3 separate regions of the Sus scrofa genome follow, and regions 2 and 3 are each linked to region 1. The links are chromatin contacts, called in public HiChIP or PLAC-seq maps. All regions are on one chromosome and are shown on one strand. The core of a region is the stretch at or near the end of the contact, and the rest is flanking DNA. Distances in the headings are between cores, read along the strand shown.

Region 1 (2,700 bases), core at 195-2,694:
CATTACCTCAGTGCCAGGTACCTTACTAAGTGCCTTACGTAATTCATTCATTTCAACACAACCATTTTGTGGGTCGGCTGCTAGGAGACACTGTCCAGTAGGAGGGACCTTGGGAATGATGGGGGTGGGGAGCCTTTGTCATACTTCAGGGAGTATGATTATTGAGAAATGTGTTTGGTCTGTTGCCCCAAAGAAGGGCTTTTGCTGCAAGTTGGGGTCCTGGAAGCAGGAATTCAACTGAAAAGCAAGCTCTGCTGAAATGTTTCTCTGAAGATCTAGCTGCATGTACTCTAGACCTACCCTCATCTTCCTTCGCCCGCACAAGGGCGACAGGATCATTTTATTTGTTTTTACAAGACGTGGTGCATCCTGAAGAGGTGTGAGACAACACCCCCCCCCTCCCCCAGCCAAGTAGTGGAGCTCAATGCAGAAACTGGTGTCTGAGGTCCCCTCCCCCTTCCCCTGTGGTGGAGGAACTGCCTTTGATCTTCCCCCTGCCTCTCTGGTTCCAATCAGAGTCCCACACCCTCCTGCCTGCAGGCCTGTTCCCTGAGGGAACGAAGGCCACCCAGGGGTCCCAGGCAAGTGTTCAACGCAGCCCTAGGCCCCCCTTCCTCCTAGTGCAGTGAGTTGTGCAAGCTTCCCCCTTCCTGAGCAGCTCTGCTGGCCTTCTTCTCCAGGGACTATTATTTTGGGAGAGTGCTGAGTTCAGCACCAGTGCAAGGTACAGCCGGGCACACCCTTCTGTCCTCAGCTGGCCCTTCAGAGCTGGCCTCAGGGCCTGGTGGCCCTCCCCTCCTCCTCCCCTGTGCAGCAGCCCCTCCTCCGCAGGGTCACCGTGTCCAACCGTGACCACCATCCGACAGCCCCGAGGCTCTCAAGACAGGTGGCAGAGGAGCTGTGGGTGGGAGAAGCAGAGCTGGTGCAAAGGGCGCACCCCAGCCTCATGCCTGCTCCTAGAAAACCCTGCAAGGTGGGGCCGTCATGAGCACCCCCAGAACCCGAAGCCTGGGGTCACCAGCCTCCCAGAGTTTGCTTTAAAGTCAAAGGAGGAGGCTCAACTGATTGCACAGGGGTAACTCGGGAGGGGCAGGGTGAGGGGGGGCTGTGTAAGAGGCTTATATAAGCCCTCCTGTGCTGCAGCCTGCTCTGCGCCCAGGCGGGCGGCAGGCAGAGTGACAGCACAGCTCTGCTCCGTGGAGGAGGGGCCTCAGCCAGGACTGAAAATTGAGTCCAGCTGGGAAGAGGCCCAGGTCCGCCCAAGGTTCTTGTGTCCGGGTACGGATTAGCTGCTGGAGCCCAGCCTGGCCGGAACTTCTCCCTTGCACTTCTCCCTACTGAGCAGAGGGTTCTGATCAGGTGGGCCCCTGGGGCAGGGGCTCTGGGGTGGGCAGAGCACCCCCTGCGGCGGGCCTGGTGGCACTGAAGTTCCTTCCGTTCCAGGTGCCCATGGGCTGGACCATGAGGCTGGCTACGGCAGCCCTGTTCCTGGGCCTCACGATGGCGGTCCCCGGAGATGAAGAGGACAGTGACCCATGTGTGTACGAGGCCTTGTCTGACAGCGACGCTGTGCTCTGCAAGTAAGACTGGGTGGCCCCCCACTCCCAAGAGCCGCGCTAGAGGCTCGAAGAGGGGGTGCTTCCAGAACCAAGGGGGCACTGCCTCCCAAGGCAGCCTCTGTGGAAGGCAGAACATAAGGCAGCTCTGGGGCCATTCTGACGGAACATGACAGCAAGGAAAGGACTCAGACCCTTTCAGGCCCCTGCTGTCCAAGGGCGGTTCTCGGGGCTAGGAGGGTATGCAGATCTGGTCCGCTCCCCCGGGCCTCCAAACCCGAGGGGCCCTGTGGGGCTGTGGCCTCACCCTCTGTGTTGGCACCCGAAAGAGACCATCATTTCCTCCAGCATGGAACGCCTCCTGTCCCCCAGCAAGGTGGCATTTTAAAGGAAAGTGGCATTTATTTGACCGAGGGTGTGTGATTGGACCCTCCCTATGTTTCCTGTTCCCTAACAAGGCTCTAGGGGCGTCGGGACAGGTGGGCCTGTTAGGGAGCGTGGCCAATGGACATTGTTCAGGGAAGTCTGGGTCTCGAGGCCTGGCTTTGTCTCTTCCAAGGGCGCAAGCTTCTCTCCCTTTTCATCAGTTCGGCTCTCTCCTGCCTGCGGGTCAGAAAAGCCAGTCTTCATCGTCCTGGACACATGGTCATCCTCAGGGCTGCCCCAGCCATGCTGCTGGCAACCTCCTCTACCAGCTTGGTGACCGAGTATGCTGGCATCCCTCTGAGGCCATCAGAAGTGAGGCTGGGAGCAAGGACTCTCACTTCCTACTCTGTCTCTCTGAGTGCATTTGAATTCTTACAAACACTACTTTTAGAAAGAGAAATATGTTTTCCCTTAAAATTTTAGGCGGGAGTTCCCGTTGTGGCTTGGTGGTTAACCAACCCGACTAGGAACCATGAAATTTCAGGTTTGATCCCTGGCCTCGCTCAGTGGGTTAAGGATCTGGCATTGCTTGAGCTGTGGTGTAGGTTGCAGACACAGGTTGGATCCCATGTTGCTGTTGCTGTGATGTCGGCCAGCTGTTACAGCTCCGATTGGACCCCTAGCCTGGGAACCTCCATAGCTGCGGGTGTGGCCCTAAAAAGACAAAAGAAAAAAGAAAAAAAAAAGTTAGGCAGTTGGATCCAAAAAGAAAAAAAAC
Region 2 (2,700 bases), core at 69-2,568, 460 kb after region 1:
AGCCTTTTATCCAGAGGCCACTAATACACCTGGTCTAGGTATATTCCCATCTTATAAAAGAGTGCTTTCAAACCAGAGTGTTGAAACTCAGAGAAAAGAGTTGTACTTAATAAGTCTTATGGCTGAACAAAAGAAGCACATAAATTAGTGGTTATGTTTAAACCACTATTCTTAGTTTAAGGGCAGAGACAGCTACCATGTAAAACCCTGCAAGTATTAGTAAGAAACACTTTAGTTTTAGTTGGACATCTGAATTAGAGAAGCTCATTCTCCAAGCCTCCATGGCCAAAAGGAAAATAAAACACCAAAAATCATGTCAAGAGAACTGTAGATAGCTTTCAAATATCATAAAATGGATTTATTTGTATTTATGTCACGATACGGTTTATTTTAATAACAGCAGTGGCCTGTGAAGATCTGGAGAAAGTGGGCTAAAAAAGGTGTATGTCATCCATCCTTTAAAAAAGGGTGGGGAAGAGGCAAGAAAGACCTGACTGTACAGAAGGGAAGTGGTGGAAAGGTCTGATTTGGAAGTCTACTACACTCCCTGCCCACATCGCCCTAGATGGCTTCCCCAGGTAAGAGACCAGAAAAGAGGAATCGTTTCTTTAAAAAAAAAAAAAAAAAAAAAAGGATCCAGGCCCATTGAGGGTGGTAGGAGAAGAAATTCCCCACCCAGCCTGGAAATCTGACACTACAGGAGATAAACCAGCAATCTCCAGCTAGCTACTAGTCCAGGTGCAACAGAAAACGCCCGGCGCCCCCGCGGGGTAGCCCGGGTGGGGATCCCCACCTCGCGTCTCCCACACCCCCTCCGGATCCTCCTCTGGGATGGGCGCTGCCCGGGACCCCGCCGCCCTCCTGCCTCCTGTCCTCGGCTCCCTCCCTCTGGCCCCGAGCCTTCGCCTGGCCCTGGGCCGTTTCCCGCGGGTTGACTGGAAGGCCCGGCCCGCTCGGCACCTTTGATGACGCGCTCGGTGGTGGAAAGGTGGAGGTTCCTCCCGGACATGGTCCCCTCGGCCTCCTCCCGGTACAGGAGACCGCCAGACGTGCGCCTCCGGTCTCGGCTCCCTGGGGCCGGTCAGCCCGCCGTGGCCTGGCACCGCTCCTCAGGGCGGCCCAGGCACCAGAAGGAGGCAGCTCCGGCAGCCCGCCCTCGAGCCCAGCGGACAGGATGCCGGCCCTCTGGCCGCTCGCTCCAGAGGCACAGCGTCCGGGGCGCTGGCGACCGCTGCTGAAGAAGGAAACCCCGGCCGCCGCGGCAGCGAGCGGCCCGGCCCCGCGTGCGCGCGCTCGCGCGCTCCCGCCCGGCGTCCTCCAGACTTCCCGGCGGCCCGCGCGCCGCCGTCACCGCCGCGGTGCGGAGGGGGCGCGCGGCCCCATTGTACTGGCCGGCGCTGCCGCCTGACCTCCCACCCCCGGAGAGTCCACGACCCCGGCTTTACTCTGCGTCGGGAGGACTTCAGTGTGCGAGGCCGCCCTGCGCTCACGCGCTCTTCCTTCCTGTCCTCCAGCTTCCGACAGTCGGTTTTCCTTTCTCCTCTAGCCTGCCCTCCCTGCCCCTGCGTCCTCGGCTGCCTGCGCCGCCTGGGCCTGGAGCACCTACCACCAGCCCCTCTGTCCCGCACCGAAGGTCCCAGCGGAGCAGCGGCCATTTTGTGACTCGGCCCGAACGAGCCAGCAGCGGCTCGATGGACCTGTGCACCAGCAGCGGCTCGATGGACCTGTGCACCTCCTTGTTCCCCCTGGGGCCACCTTACAGAGAGCCCTTGACCTCCCTGACCTTCCCCACCGGAGGTCTCCTTCCCTGTCCTCTGGGTATCCACACCACCCCTCGCACACACACGTACATACTCTCTCTCTAGGAATCTTTATCCATTTGACCACGCTCCAGCCCTCATTCACCAAACCCATTTAAACCCCTGATTTAAGTTGTCACACTTGTCAAGAGCAGTTGGTATAGTAAGAAGGCCATTCGCGCCCATCCTAGTTCCAATTCAGTAATAAGGGGCAGAGAAGAGACGCTTTCCTAGTGGGTGGATAAGACCCTCCTTTGGGCCCCGTCTACTTTCCACTCGTAAGAAAGGGAGAGGACTGGAGTTCCGCTTGTGGCGCTGCAGAAACCAATCCGACTGGTATCCATGAGGATGCGGGTTTGATCCCTGGCCTTGCTTAGTGGGTTAAAGATCTGGCATTGCTAAAAGCGGCTGCTTAGGTCACAGATTCAGTTTGGATCCCAGGTTGCTGTGGCTGTGGCATAGGCAGCTACAGCTCTGGTTTGACCCCTAGCCTGGGAACTTACACAGGTGTAGCCCTAAAAAAGCAAAAAAAAAAAAAAAAAAAAAAATCCTGTGTGGCGCAGCTGGGTAAGGATCCAGCGTTGCCACAGCTGTGGCACAGGTTGCAATTGTGGTGCAGGTTGGATCCCTGTTCTGAGAACTTCCACATGCCTTAGGTGCAGCCAAAAAAAGAAAAAGTAATCAGAGCTCCATACTTTTATTAAACAGAGGAAATTTCTTTCTTTTTTTTTTTTTTTTTTTTTTTTTTTTTGCTTTTTAGGGCCACAGTCACAGCATATGGAAGTTCCTAGGCTAGGGGTCAAATGGGAGCTGCAGCTGCCAGGCCTACAGGACAGCCACAGCAACATCATCAGGTCTGAGCCAGCAACTCATGGCAACGCAGGATTCTTATCGCATTGAG
Region 3 (2,700 bases), core at 151-2,650, 490 kb after region 1:
GAAAAAAAAGAATCAGTCCTATTTCTTTGTGGTCATATATCATACCCAGTTACCCAGTGAACCCCCATCTATGAAAGGTATAAAATTCTATGAAGGGAATAACCTATACTAACACAAAAGCGGTATACTGCCTCGTAAAAGGCACAAAGGCCAGATCTAGTTTCTGGTTCGCCCTCAGCCCCTGCTAATCCCCTCCTGAGGTGAAGTGGAGTATCTCCTCAGGAAATAACCTGGGGGTGTGAATCCAGGCAGGCTCACTGGAGTGGTATTGAGGTAACACCACCACCAAGATACATCGACGTGTCTGATGTGGATGCTCACCTCATTTTTCTGCTTAAGAAGCATCTTCAAGATCTTCTCTGTGAAAAAGAAAAGATAAAAGCCCCCGAACACCACTGCAGACTTGGAGACATAATCACGTTCCGTTGGGTTGAAACCAAAAGCCTGTGGACCCGGGAAAACAAAATGAATTTAAGAATATAGAAAACCTTCACTGGTCCCTTCTCATCTCTTTAACCACTTCCTTGGATCTAGGAGAGGAAGAGGTTGGGACCACTCTGCCCAATCGCTTTCCAGCATAATCTAACTCCTGATGGTTCCCTAATGTCACATCACCAGTCCTGCTTGGTTCTCTCTAGCTCACTTTCTGATGCAGATAGACAGCTGTCTTTGGAATTTTACTCTCAGGAAGAACAGTCCCGGATTTGGTTTTCTACTTTTAACAAGGACTCTGTCTTCATTTTTCCTGGTGCTTTGTTTTGCTACAAGGGCAGACTTGGCCGGCAGATCCCATCTTTAAGGAGAAGACACGTGTGCTTATTTCCATCGTTATCTAGTATCCCTGGCTGATCTGCCTGTAAACACAGAGGGAGATGGTGTAATTACACCATCTAAAATGGGAAATCCTTTCCCCAGTTAAACAGTACAATTGCAGCATCTTCCTGACCGCAGACCTCCCAGTGACCACAAAGCCGAGAAAGCAGACAGTGTTCCTGCATGTGTCAATTTGGGGGGTTTTGTTTTGAGCTCTGGGAACTTCACTTATTAGGGAGGGAAAAAAAAAAAAAAGAAATTGGAAAGCAACAGGAGTGGAAATCAGGAGAACTCCATTCTCAGTTATGCTCCTGACTCATGGGGGAGGGGGTGCCTTGAGAGAGTGTCTGGTGATCTGCTCCTCAGCTTCCTGACAGGAAATGGGCCTCTTGAATGACCACCGGTGCTCTCATGAACGGGTCACAGATAAAAGTGACCACCAGTGCCAGGAACTCTAGGCTGCTCTGTGTTTTTCTTTTCTATTTTAAAAGGACAAAACACAATCTCGACCCTGAGTATAGTTTTCTAAGACATTAAAGGTCAAGTTCTAGAATAGAAATGACACATTCAGGCTGGCTTTCCCTGCAAGTCAAATCATGCTAGGGAAAAGTGGAGCAGGAAGAGGCAACCATCAGTTCTCCACGCAAAGCCCTGGGATATGAGCTCCTGTGCAGGTTGGATTCTGCATCCATTAAATGGGTAAAACATTCCTTTTTTCTAGACATCACAGAGTTGATCTAAGGATCAACTCAAAACCCAAAACCATATCTTGGAAAACAAACTGCTCTAAGGAGTGCTGGGCGCCATCTTTCTGCTTCACCTCCCACTAGTCTGGGCCCACCCACAGGTAGTCAGGCCACCCACAGCGAGGGTCGGAAACTCCTCCAAAGCCCTGCCAAACCTTGTGAGCACTGCTCCGCCCCCACCCTTAGGGAGGGCTTCCTGGTGAGCCCAGGAGACAGGGCAAAGGTGCTGTCAATGTGTGAGGCTGGCCTGAGAAGAAGGGATCTTTTTAATTGAGACCTATGGGCTCTGCTGATGTGGCGTTTTTTGGTGTGCCAAAAGCCCAGAACTGGGAGCCAAACCACGATCTAACTACACGACCTCTCTTCACCCAACAGTAAGCGTTTACTAGGTACCCATCTTGTTACCAACATTGACCCACGGAACCCTCAGGACATCATCTGTCCCATTTTGCGTGTGAGGGCTGGACCTCAAGCAGAGAGAATTTAGGCGACTTGCCCAAGGTCAGAGAACTTATGGCTGGTGGAGCTGGGAGGTGAACCTGCTCTCAAACCCACTCTCTGCTGCCTCTCCCAGCTCGTGCCTATGCCTTAGCCTCGCTTTCCAGGAAGGGAGGACCTCCCCCCAGGAGACGGCGTGCTCCTGTGTGAGGGCCCTGGCTCGCCATACCTCAGGGATGAGCTGGAAGAGGGCGTTGGAGTAGAGGGTTCCAATCGCCAGAGCTATGAAGTAGAGCAGCAGCCTCTTGTAAAAAGTCTTCTTCATGAAGGGCACCACGCTGGCCCCCATGAGGGAGCAGAGGGAGATGACGGTCACGCAGAGGAGACCGTACCCCCACACTGCCGTTGGGGGAGAGCCAGCCCCACCCGGGACAGGGGGAAGGGCCAATGCCCCGCGGGACAGCAGCCACCATTTAGGGAGAGGATGGGGGGGGGTGGGAAAAACGGGGAAGGTTTGGGTGGATATTAACAAAGGAGACAAAAAGGAAAAATCAGAGACAAGCAGGGAGGGAGAGAGAAACAGAACATTTGTTAGTGATTCAAGTCTGATGCAATTTCCATCAATCGGTTCAGGAGAAATGGGGAGGAACTCGAGGTGGGCGTGGAACCCTGTGTCTCCTGCCCCTGCTGCCTGGTGTGGAGT

What was found. HiChIP or PLAC-seq counts read pairs in DNA pulled down with a chosen protein or histone mark.
Region 2: a contact with region 1 is called in an H3K27ac HiChIP or PLAC-seq map of skeletal muscle, with 4 times the contacts expected there. The contact joins the promoter of PPP3CC here to the promoter of PEBP4 in region 1. A contact is called at or near these places in 2 of 47 Hi-C or Micro-C datasets (liver and skeletal muscle) and 1 of 2 datasets of contacts at active chromatin or transcription factors (skeletal muscle).
Region 3: an H3K27ac HiChIP or PLAC-seq map of skeletal muscle shows a contact between it and region 1, with 3 times the contacts expected there. The contact joins the enhancer-like site here to the promoter of PEBP4 in region 1. A contact is called at or near these places in 7 of 47 Hi-C or Micro-C datasets (alveolar macrophages, embryonic fibroblasts, mesenteric adipose tissue and 4 more) and 1 of 2 datasets of contacts at active chromatin or transcription factors (skeletal muscle).

The regions. Positions count from the first base shown.
Region 1 is chr14:7,171,385-7,174,084 of Sscrofa11.1, reverse strand. It overlaps PEBP4 (phosphatidylethanolamine binding protein 4), which reads left to right and starts at 1,444. Exons shown (of 6, transcript NM_001162888.1): 1 at 1,444-1,580. The coding sequence starts at 1,450.
Region 2 is chr14:6,710,407-6,713,106 of Sscrofa11.1, reverse strand. PPP3CC (serine/threonine-protein phosphatase 2B catalytic subunit gamma isoform) reads right to left here and starts at 1,318. Exons shown (of 14, transcript XM_005657236.3): 1 at 961-1,318. The coding sequence starts at 1,009.
Region 3 is chr14:6,676,836-6,679,535 of Sscrofa11.1, reverse strand. It overlaps SLC39A14 (zinc transporter ZIP14), which reads right to left. Exons shown (of 9, transcript XM_005657235.3): 5 at 322-444. Among named protein-coding and RNA genes, the nearest start is that of PPP3CC, 34 kb to the left of the region's middle. Within about 2 kb of position 1,400, at least 8 of the 83 cell types and tissues checked have an H3K27ac peak or open chromatin away from gene starts, as enhancers often do. A contact at or near this core is called in alveolar macrophages and skeletal muscle, where this site is marked.